Regions from separate parts of the Mus musculus genome. Here region 1 is linked to region 2. Evidence: chromatin contacts called from public HiChIP or PLAC-seq data. All regions are on one chromosome and are shown on one strand. The core of a region is the stretch at or near the end of the contact, and the rest is flanking DNA. Distances in the headings are between cores, read along the strand shown. Region 1 holds the start of Pxn (paxillin). Region 2 holds the start of Oasl2 (2'-5' oligoadenylate synthetase-like 2).

What was found. HiChIP or PLAC-seq counts read pairs in DNA pulled down with a chosen protein or histone mark.
Region 1: an H3K4me3 HiChIP or PLAC-seq map of bone marrow-derived macrophages shows a contact between it and region 2, with 4 times the contacts expected there. The contact joins the promoter of Pxn here to the promoter of Oasl2 in region 2. A contact is called at or near these places in 2 of 115 datasets of contacts at active chromatin or transcription factors (bone marrow-derived macrophages and memory CD8 T cells) and 1 of 9 other capture datasets (adipose tissue).

What each region holds. Positions count from the first base shown.
Region 1 is chr5:115,503,765-115,508,150 of GRCm38.p6, forward strand. Pxn (paxillin) reads left to right here and starts at 2,912. Exons shown (of 12, transcript NM_133915.3): 1 at 2,912-3,104. The coding sequence starts at 3,092.
Region 2 is chr5:114,894,948-114,899,135 of GRCm38.p6, forward strand. It overlaps Oasl2 (2'-5' oligoadenylate synthetase-like 2), which reads left to right and starts at 1,987. Exons shown (of 6, transcript NM_011854.2): 1 at 1,987-2,915. The coding sequence starts at 2,718.

The DNA.
Region 1 (4,386 bases), core at 1,662-4,161, 610 kb after region 2:
AGATAGCGGGGCTGGGGGGCTGGGGGACTGGGGAGCTGGGGGGGTAGCTTAGTCAGTTTAGTGTTTGCCCAGCATTTATGAAACTGGGTTCTGTCCTCAGTACTGACAGAACCAGACATGGTGGGCCACACCTGAGATCCTAGCACTCTTGCAAGAGGATCAGAAAGTCCAAGGCCATCTTTGGCCTTTGTTTTAAGGCTGTCCTGGGATACATGAGACCCAAAACAAAGCGAAACAATAACAATATCACAAACGCCTATTAGTCACATTATTGGACTTCAAATAGTTTTAATTTTGTCTCTTAGTTTATCTGTATTTTTTTGTAAAGATTTATTATACATAAGAACACTGTAGCTGTCTTCAGAGGCACCACAAGAGAGCATCAGATCTCATTACAGATGGTTATGAGCCACCACGTGGTTGCTGGGATTTGAACTCAGGACCTTCAGAAGAGCAGTCAGTGCTCTTAACTGCTGAGCCATCTCTCCAGCCTCTCTTCTTTATTTTTATTTTACAAATCACTTGTCTTAGTTACCTTTTCAATTGCTGTGACAAAACACCACAAGCCAGGCTGTGTTAATAGAGCAGTTCATTGGAAGCTTGCTGTTCCCAAGGGCAATGCCCATGATCACCAAGTGGGGGGAGTCAGGCAGCAGGCAGTCGGGCCTGGCGCGGGAGCCGTAAACTAAAAGTTTAGGTCTTGATCTATGAAAAGGAAGCAGACAGAGAGTGGGAATGGAGTGGCGCTTTTGAAACTTCAAAGCTTGCTTCCTAGTGACACACCTCCTCCAGCAAAGACCACACCTCCCAGTCCTTCCCAAACAGATCCACAGGCTGGGGAACCGAGTGTTCAAATATATGAGCCTGTGGGGCCAATCTCATTCAAACCACCACAGTGTACACTTTCTACTATTAGGGATGGGAGTACTGCAGACTAAATCCAGGGCTTCAGGCACTTTAAGCAGGTGCTTTGTCACTGAGACAAAAAACATTTTTTTTTCTTCTTTTGGTTTTCAAGACAGGGTTTTTCTGTATAGCCCTGCCTGTCTGGGAACTCACTCTGTAGACCAGGCTGGCCTTGAACTCAGAAATCCACCTCCCTCTGCCTCCCAAATGCTGGGATTAAAGGGATGCACTACCACTGCCCGGCTGTTGTGTTGTTTTTTGAGACGGGTTTTTCTATTACGTAATTCTGGTTGTCCTGGAACTCACAGAGATCTACCTGCTTCTACCTCCTGGGTGCTAGAATTAAATGTATGTGCCACCATGCCTGGCCAACAGTTTACATTTTTATTTGTCAATGATTTTAGATAGAGTCTTATATAGCCCAGGGTAGTTTCATAATCAATATTTAGCTAAGGATGGCCTTGAATTTCTTATTCTCCTGCTTCCACTTCCTAAGGGTGGGGATTTAAGTCCTATGTTACTTGTTGGGCTGGTCTTGAAGTATGTATGTATGTATGTATGTATGTTTTGAGACAGGGTCTTATGTAGCCCTGGCTGGCTTTGAACTGAACTGACTGTGTGGTGTTAAGGACAACTTTGAACTCCTGATAAACTTGCCTCTGCCTACTAAATTCTGGGATTATAGTCTTGTGCCACCACACTCAGTTTGTGTGTGTGTGTGTGTGTGTATTTATTTTTAAAAGTTTTCAAAAAATTTAAAATTTGAGACAGGTCTTCCTATAAATTGCCCAGTTTAGTCCTTACTCTTTCTCTAGTCCAGTGTAATCTTGAATTTGAAGACCTGCCTGCATCTCCCAACTAGCTGAGATTATAGTCCTGAGCTACTACACCAGGCTTTTATCATCCAGTTTCTGAGTCCCCTGGGCAAATCTGCCAGGATCCGGGAATGAAGTTTTGGTAGTTTTTGCTTTGCTGTAATGTGGGGTAAATCTACCTTGTGCAGAATTTTGGCAGTCTCTAGGAAGGGGGAAGCAGGGAAAGGGGTAAAATGAAAGGTTTCATAAGCTCTAAAGTACTGGATCTGGGGCCAGAGTTGGTCGCAGCCACTGCTGATGTTACCAGTCAGGACAAAGGTCTCAGGTTCCAGCCTGGCTGGAGGTACAAAGAGACCCTGTTTCTCCGGGCAGTGGTGGTGCATGCCTTTAATCCCAGCACTCAGGAGGCAGAGGCAGGCGGATTTCTGAGGCCAGCCTGGTCTATAGAGTGAATTCCAGGACAGCCAGGGCTACACAGAGAAACCCTGTCTCGAAAAACCAAAGAGAGGGCTGGTGAGATGGCTCAGTGGGTAAGAGCACCCGACTGCTCTTCCGAAGGTCCAGAGTTCAAATCCCAGTAACCACATGGTGGCTCGCAACCATCTGTAACGAGATATGACGCCCTCTTCTGAAGACAGCTACAGTGTACTTACATGTAATAAATAAATAAATCTTTAAAAAAAAAAACCATGAATTGTTTCAACATTAATTCAAATGAATACTTTAAAAAAAAAAAAAAAGAAAAACCAAAGAGAGAGACAGAGAGAGAGAGAGAGACAGAGAGAGAGAGACCCTGAGAGAGAGAGACAGAGAGACAGAGAGAGAGAGAGAGACCCTGTTTCACAAAAACTACATCTGGGATATTATTCTGGGATGACTAGCACTGCCATCAGTCCAAAGGCTCCAGGCAAGCCGATTTAATCCTCCTGGGAGGTGACCTACAGGGACAGGTGGACAAATCCGACTCTCTTGAGTGACAAATCTGCCACCGACTCTCTTGAGTGACTAGTCTGCCAGAAGGTCGGGTCAGACTGAACGCAGAGGTTCATGGCCTATAGACGCCACCAGCCTGTCCAGCCGCCAGGGGGCGCCACGACCACGCCCAGCTTTCGCCCCCTGCGGGATTGGGCGTGCTGGGGGGGTGGGGGGTCGGAGGCGGGGCGTGGCCAGCGTGCACGCGGGGGCGGGGCTATCCTGTCGCGGGCGCGCGCGCCGGCGGCGGCGGCGGTGGTGGAGGAGGAGGCAGCGCGGCAGCGGGTTCCGTTCCGGGCCGAGGCTGGACGCGGAAAAGTTGCGGGGCGGCGAGGAGCAGCCCGGAGACGGGCAGCGAGGGCGACATCGAGCCGGGGACTGGCGTCTGAGGACCAGCCATGGACGACCTCGGTGAGTGCGGGAGACGGAGGGCGGAGCGGCCGGGGCCCGGCGGCCGCCGATCCCACCCTAGCGCCCGGCTGGGCTGCGGTGCCTACGGCCCGGGGCTGTGCTGGCCGCTCTTCGCTGCGGCGCCTGAGGACCTCGATCCCGTACTGGGTGTTCAGGGACCCACCTCTGGGAGAGGCGCCCCGCTCCCGGGGCAGACCTCCTTGGCTTGCAGGAGACCCTCACTTGGCTTCCCCACCCCCACCTCAGAGCGTCTGCCTATGGGACTCGGTCTCAGAGGCTGTTTCTTCTATGACCCCCCTCTGTTCCCTCCAGGCCACCTTCCACTTTGCACACTGCCCCCAGACCCCCCACCCCGTTTCAGGGATATAGCCCCTTTCGAGAGAGCCCACCCATTTCCTATCACAGCCCACAGAAAAGCTTGTGAGGACCACACCCCCATTCTAATGACAAGTGTCCCCGGGGGTACTGCATATACACCCCCCCCCAACCCCCACCACACACCGTTTCAAGTCTGGTCACCCTGTATTACAAGATCAAGTTTAAACTTAGAAAGGCAAGTTTGGGGGGGTGGTGGCTTATGACTCCCGCCTCTCACCCACCGTTCCCAGACCCTGGTGACATGCCAGAGGAATGAGAAGGGGAATGGGCCGCAGGCTACGGCCATCTCTGAACGTGTCCTGGCTGGCAAGGTCCCCCACCCCCAGCATCAGAGCTGCTGGAAACCCCACAGGTAAAGAGGACAGGACACCCAGAACAGAGTTTTAACTGTCCTCGTGTTATTGGAGCCCAGAGGCCATTCTTTTCAGCCCACACTTGGTCTGCTGTTAGGACAGAGGAAAGGAAAGACTCTCCTGGAAGTGGATTTTAAACCCAAGGGGGTTGATTCAAGGCTTCTAGGAATGCCCAGTGAATCCCAGCGTGAAGGAGCCCCTGTCTTCCCCTCCCCGGAGGGCCCCTCAGCTGAGGAGGTGTGTGTGGGATAAAGTCCCTTCTCTGTAGGAGCCTTGTCTTCACTCTCTGGACTGTGGGTGGCTTGTATGACCGCTGGTGCCATCCGTGTCCCTGGCTCTGAGGAGCAGATTCACTAGATAAGACTGAGGGACCTCTCAGGCAACACAGGGTACCAAGTTAAGACTGGTCATTTTTAAAACTGGCTACAGTTTCCTTGTGGGATCAGGGAGCTGGTGTAACATCCTGGAGGCTGGGATGGTGTTGGGTCCTGCTTGGTTCACGGAGTGGGCTGTCTGCCAGGCATAGCTATGCTTTTGGGTCAGGCTTGGCA
Region 2 (4,188 bases), core at 737-3,236:
GTGCTTTCATGTTGCTGCTTTATTTCGACCCCAGAGCTCTGGTCTGTGTGCTTTCATGTCGCTGCTTTATTAAATCTTGCCTTCTACATTTTATGTATGGTCTCAGTGTCTTCTTGGGTACGCGGCTGTCCCGGGACTTGAGTGTCTGAGTGAGGGTCTCCCCTCGAGGGTCTTTCAGCACCAGACATGAACATGGTGCACAGACATGCAGGCAGGCAACCTGCTCACATTTTTTTTTTTGGCTTTTCAAGACAGGGTTTCTCTGTGTAGCCCCGGCTGTCCTGGAACTCACTTTGTAGACCAGGCTGGCCTCGAACTCAGAAATCCTCCTGCCTCTGCCTCCCAAGTGCTGGGATTAAAGGCGTGCGCCACCACGCCCGGCCCTCACATTTTTAAAAGAGAAATAAACCTTTAAAAAAAATTGTAATGGAAATCAGAAAAGGGAGATGTACTCAGTGTGGCGACCTTGTTAAGGACCAAGAGATCAAGCAGACCTAGACCCCTCCCCCCAAAGGCCATCTCTGGGGTCCTGAGGTGAGATTAAAGTCTGAATAACAGACAGCATCCCCTTCAAGCTGTGGTCCCGGTTCACCATCGACCCCCTCCTTGCCTGGGCTTCGTCTTATCCTGAAGGCACTCTGACAAGATGTTAGACTTGTGTGAAATCTGTTTTTAGGAGACAAGATTTCCCTCTGGCTGCCCCCCTTTCCTCTCCCAGCATGAGATTTTTGGGGAAATTACCATTTCTTTGGGACCCATCATTTCAATTATAGTAGTCTGATGGGTTAAGAGACACAAAGTATATGTTTAGACTATCTTCAGTTTCCACCAGACTACTTACAACGTCATCTGACACCTGAGGCATGGCACCCGGGACCCACAAGCACAGGACTCCTTCCTCAATGTTTCTGGGGCTCTGTTTCAACTCAGTGACCCCTTGTTGACATGGTCTCCTTGACCCCAATGGCCATCCACCTTTACACAGGTGGACAGGAGAGTTAACACGTTACTTGGTTATTTTGTAAGCAAGCTTACTAGTAAATCCTTACTAGCATCTGTGTCAAGCAAGCACCTCAAACCTCAATCCAAGCTTCCTTCTTCTGAGAAGAGAGAATCTCAACTGAGAAAATACTTCCATAAAACTGGCCTTTAGCCGGGCAGTGGTGGCGCACACCTTTGATCCCAGCACTTGGGAGGCAGAGGCAGGCAGATTTCTAAGTTCGAGGCCAGCCTGGTCTACAGAGTGAGTTCCAGGACAGCCAGGGCTACATAGAGAAACCCTGTCTCGGGAAAAACAAAACAAAACAAAACAAAACAAAAACTGGCCTTTAGGCAAGCCTGTGAGGCATTTGCTAAATTAGTGATTGATGGGGGAGGGTCCCGCCCCCTTCCCCCCCCCCCCCCCCCCCCGTCCATTCTGGGTCATGCCAACCCTGGGGGGGCAGTCCTGGGGTGTATGAAAAAGCAGACTGAGCAAGCCATAAGGAGCAAACCAATAAGCAGCACACACTCATCCACCGCCTCTGTTCTTGAGTTCCTGCCCTGACTTCCCTGCATGGTAGGCAATCTCGAAGATGCCACAAAAAAAACCTTTCCTCCGCTGGGCGGTGGTGGCACACGCCTTTGATCCCAGCACTTGAGAGGCAGAGGCAGGTGGATTTCTGAGTTCCAGGCCAGCCTGATCTAGAGAGTGAGTTCCAGGACAGCCAGGGTTACACAGAGAAACCCTGTCTCAAAAAACAAAAACAAAACCAAACCAAAACAAACAAACAAACAAAATTCTTCCCCAGGACATGGTATTTATAGCAGAGATAGGAACCCTAACCAAGACAGGATATATAGATGTGTTTCCTGGGTAGTGTGATATGAAAGTTACTATTTGTGGTGACTGTGGCAAAAGTTGCCTTTTAGGCATGAAAAAAAAAAAAAAGCTTAGTCAGGAACCTAATCCTACACCCAAGGCTGCACCTGATAACCAGAACACGTCACTCACTGAAGATAACTAGACAGAAAACATCGTGAGACTACCTCACGCTGTCCATTGACCAGGAGCAATCCTTTGTGCCTCACATCTTTGGGACTGCGGTAGGCATCAGAGAAATGTCACCTCGATGGGCCCTGCAGCTGGAGAGTCTGACCCTGGATATGGCCTTCAGCTAAGACACCTGCACAGATGATGAGCAGCCTCGGGGAGACTAGCTGAGGTCGGTAGTTAGGAATGTGGAGTGTGGATGTTGTGACCCTCAGCATAAGCAGGAATAACCTAGCCTAACCCTATCGCTCGAGACGCCACTAGTAACGGAGACACTATGCGTGATTAAGAATGAAATAAATGCATTTGCCACTGCCAGATCACCAGGCAGATGAGATTATGTGGCCAAATCGCTGCCACTGAAACTGCTGAATCTTACTCTGTTGTGGTAAACAACATCCTGTGCTCACAACAGAGCCGGTGGGGAGACTGCATCCTTAACTCCTGTTCCCTTCTGCCTTGAAGAAGGTAAACTGGATCTCCCTGCAGTTTCACTTTCAATTCTTGTCAAAGCTTGGTTTCTGTTTCCAGTTTCTCCAAGGAGGGAGGGGCAGAGCGCTTTTCTTCTTTCCATGCAACTCTCCATCCCATTGTCTCCTCCAGAGAACGCTGCAGGAAGCTTCTCCCATCAGAGCTGAGCAGAAGCTCAGAGGATTTATCTAGAGGACAGGCTGGCCCAGCTGAAATGGACCCGTTCCCCGACCTGTATGCGACCCCTGGGGACAGTCTAGACCACTTCCTGGAACACAGCCTTCAGCCCCAGAGGGACTGGAAAGAGGAAGGGCAGGATGCCTGGGAGAGAATCGAGAGGTTCTTTCGGGAACAGTGCTTCCGTGATGAGCTGCTCCTGGACCAAGAAGTCAGGGTGATTAAGGTGGTGAAGGTAAGCACACAGGGTTCTGAGTTTAAAGCTCACCTCTGCCCTGTGGGGCTTGTGAACTTGAGAGGTGGGCCATTTCACCCCCTCTGAGTCTGTGTCCTCTTCTTAAGATGGGTTTAGTAGAAGCAGTAAATGGGATAAAGCATAGAAAATTTCTGTGCATTTAAAATTAGCCTTGCAATGCTGAAGGACAGAGGTGGTAATGATAATTTGGGATTCTGGTTCCTGAATGGACCATAGTCACCGGTTTCCATAAAATGTGTGCCTTTGCTTCCTGTCTAAGAAATAATACTTGGCCAGGCGTGTGTGGTCCTGCATGCTTTTAATCCCATCACTCAAGAGGTAGAGGCAGGCAGATTTCTGAGTTCGAGGCCAGCCTGATATAGAGTGAGTTCCAGGGCAGCCAGGGCTGCATAGAGAAACCCTGTCTGGAGAAAGGGAAGGGAAGGGAAAAAGGGAAAGGAGGAAAAGGGAAAGGGGGAAAGGATAGGAAAGAAAAAAAAAAAGACTACTACTTTACTTCTAAGTGAAGGAAACCTATTGTTCTCTAAGTTAGTAGTATTGGTCATGTTAGAAATTACCTAGCAAGACTACTTGGTAAACCATTGGGATTCTAAGGGCTGCCTGTGTAAGTAATTCTACGGCTAGCTGTTTCTCCCAGAAAAACACAAACTTACAGCCCACCCCCTCCAATCAAGACCATTTGGATCAGAGCTCTGGGTGTTGTTTATTCTGCTAAAATGAATGACAACTTAAGTGGTTTTTTTTTTTTTGTTTTTTTTGTTTTTGTTTTTCGAGACAGGGTTTCTCTGTATAGTCTTGGCTGTCCTGGAACTCACTTTGTAGACCAGGCTGGCCTCGAACTCAGAAATCCGCCTGTCTCTGCCTCCCAAGTGCTGGGATTAAAGGCATGCGCCACCACCACCCGGCATGACAACTTAAGTTAACTTGAGTAAGTCAACTTTACCTGGGAACTCTGAGCCATGGTAGCAGAGGTTAAGACGGGAGAGAAAGAGCTTTTGATGAAGAAAAATCTCAACAAACCTTCAAAACCAGAGATCAGGGAGGGTTCTTAGCCAAAAAGCTTTGAAGACAGAAATGGAAACTCCCACAGCTGCTGCAAAAGGATACATCGTATCCCATTTGTGTTCTGGTTCCTGCAAATTTCTGCCTGACCTAGGTCGATTGCTTGTAGCAGCCTCTTGGCTTCTGGGACTTGAAAGAAACAAACAACAAAAAAAGGAAGTCCAGAGCTGGGTGTGGTAGCGTTCACCTG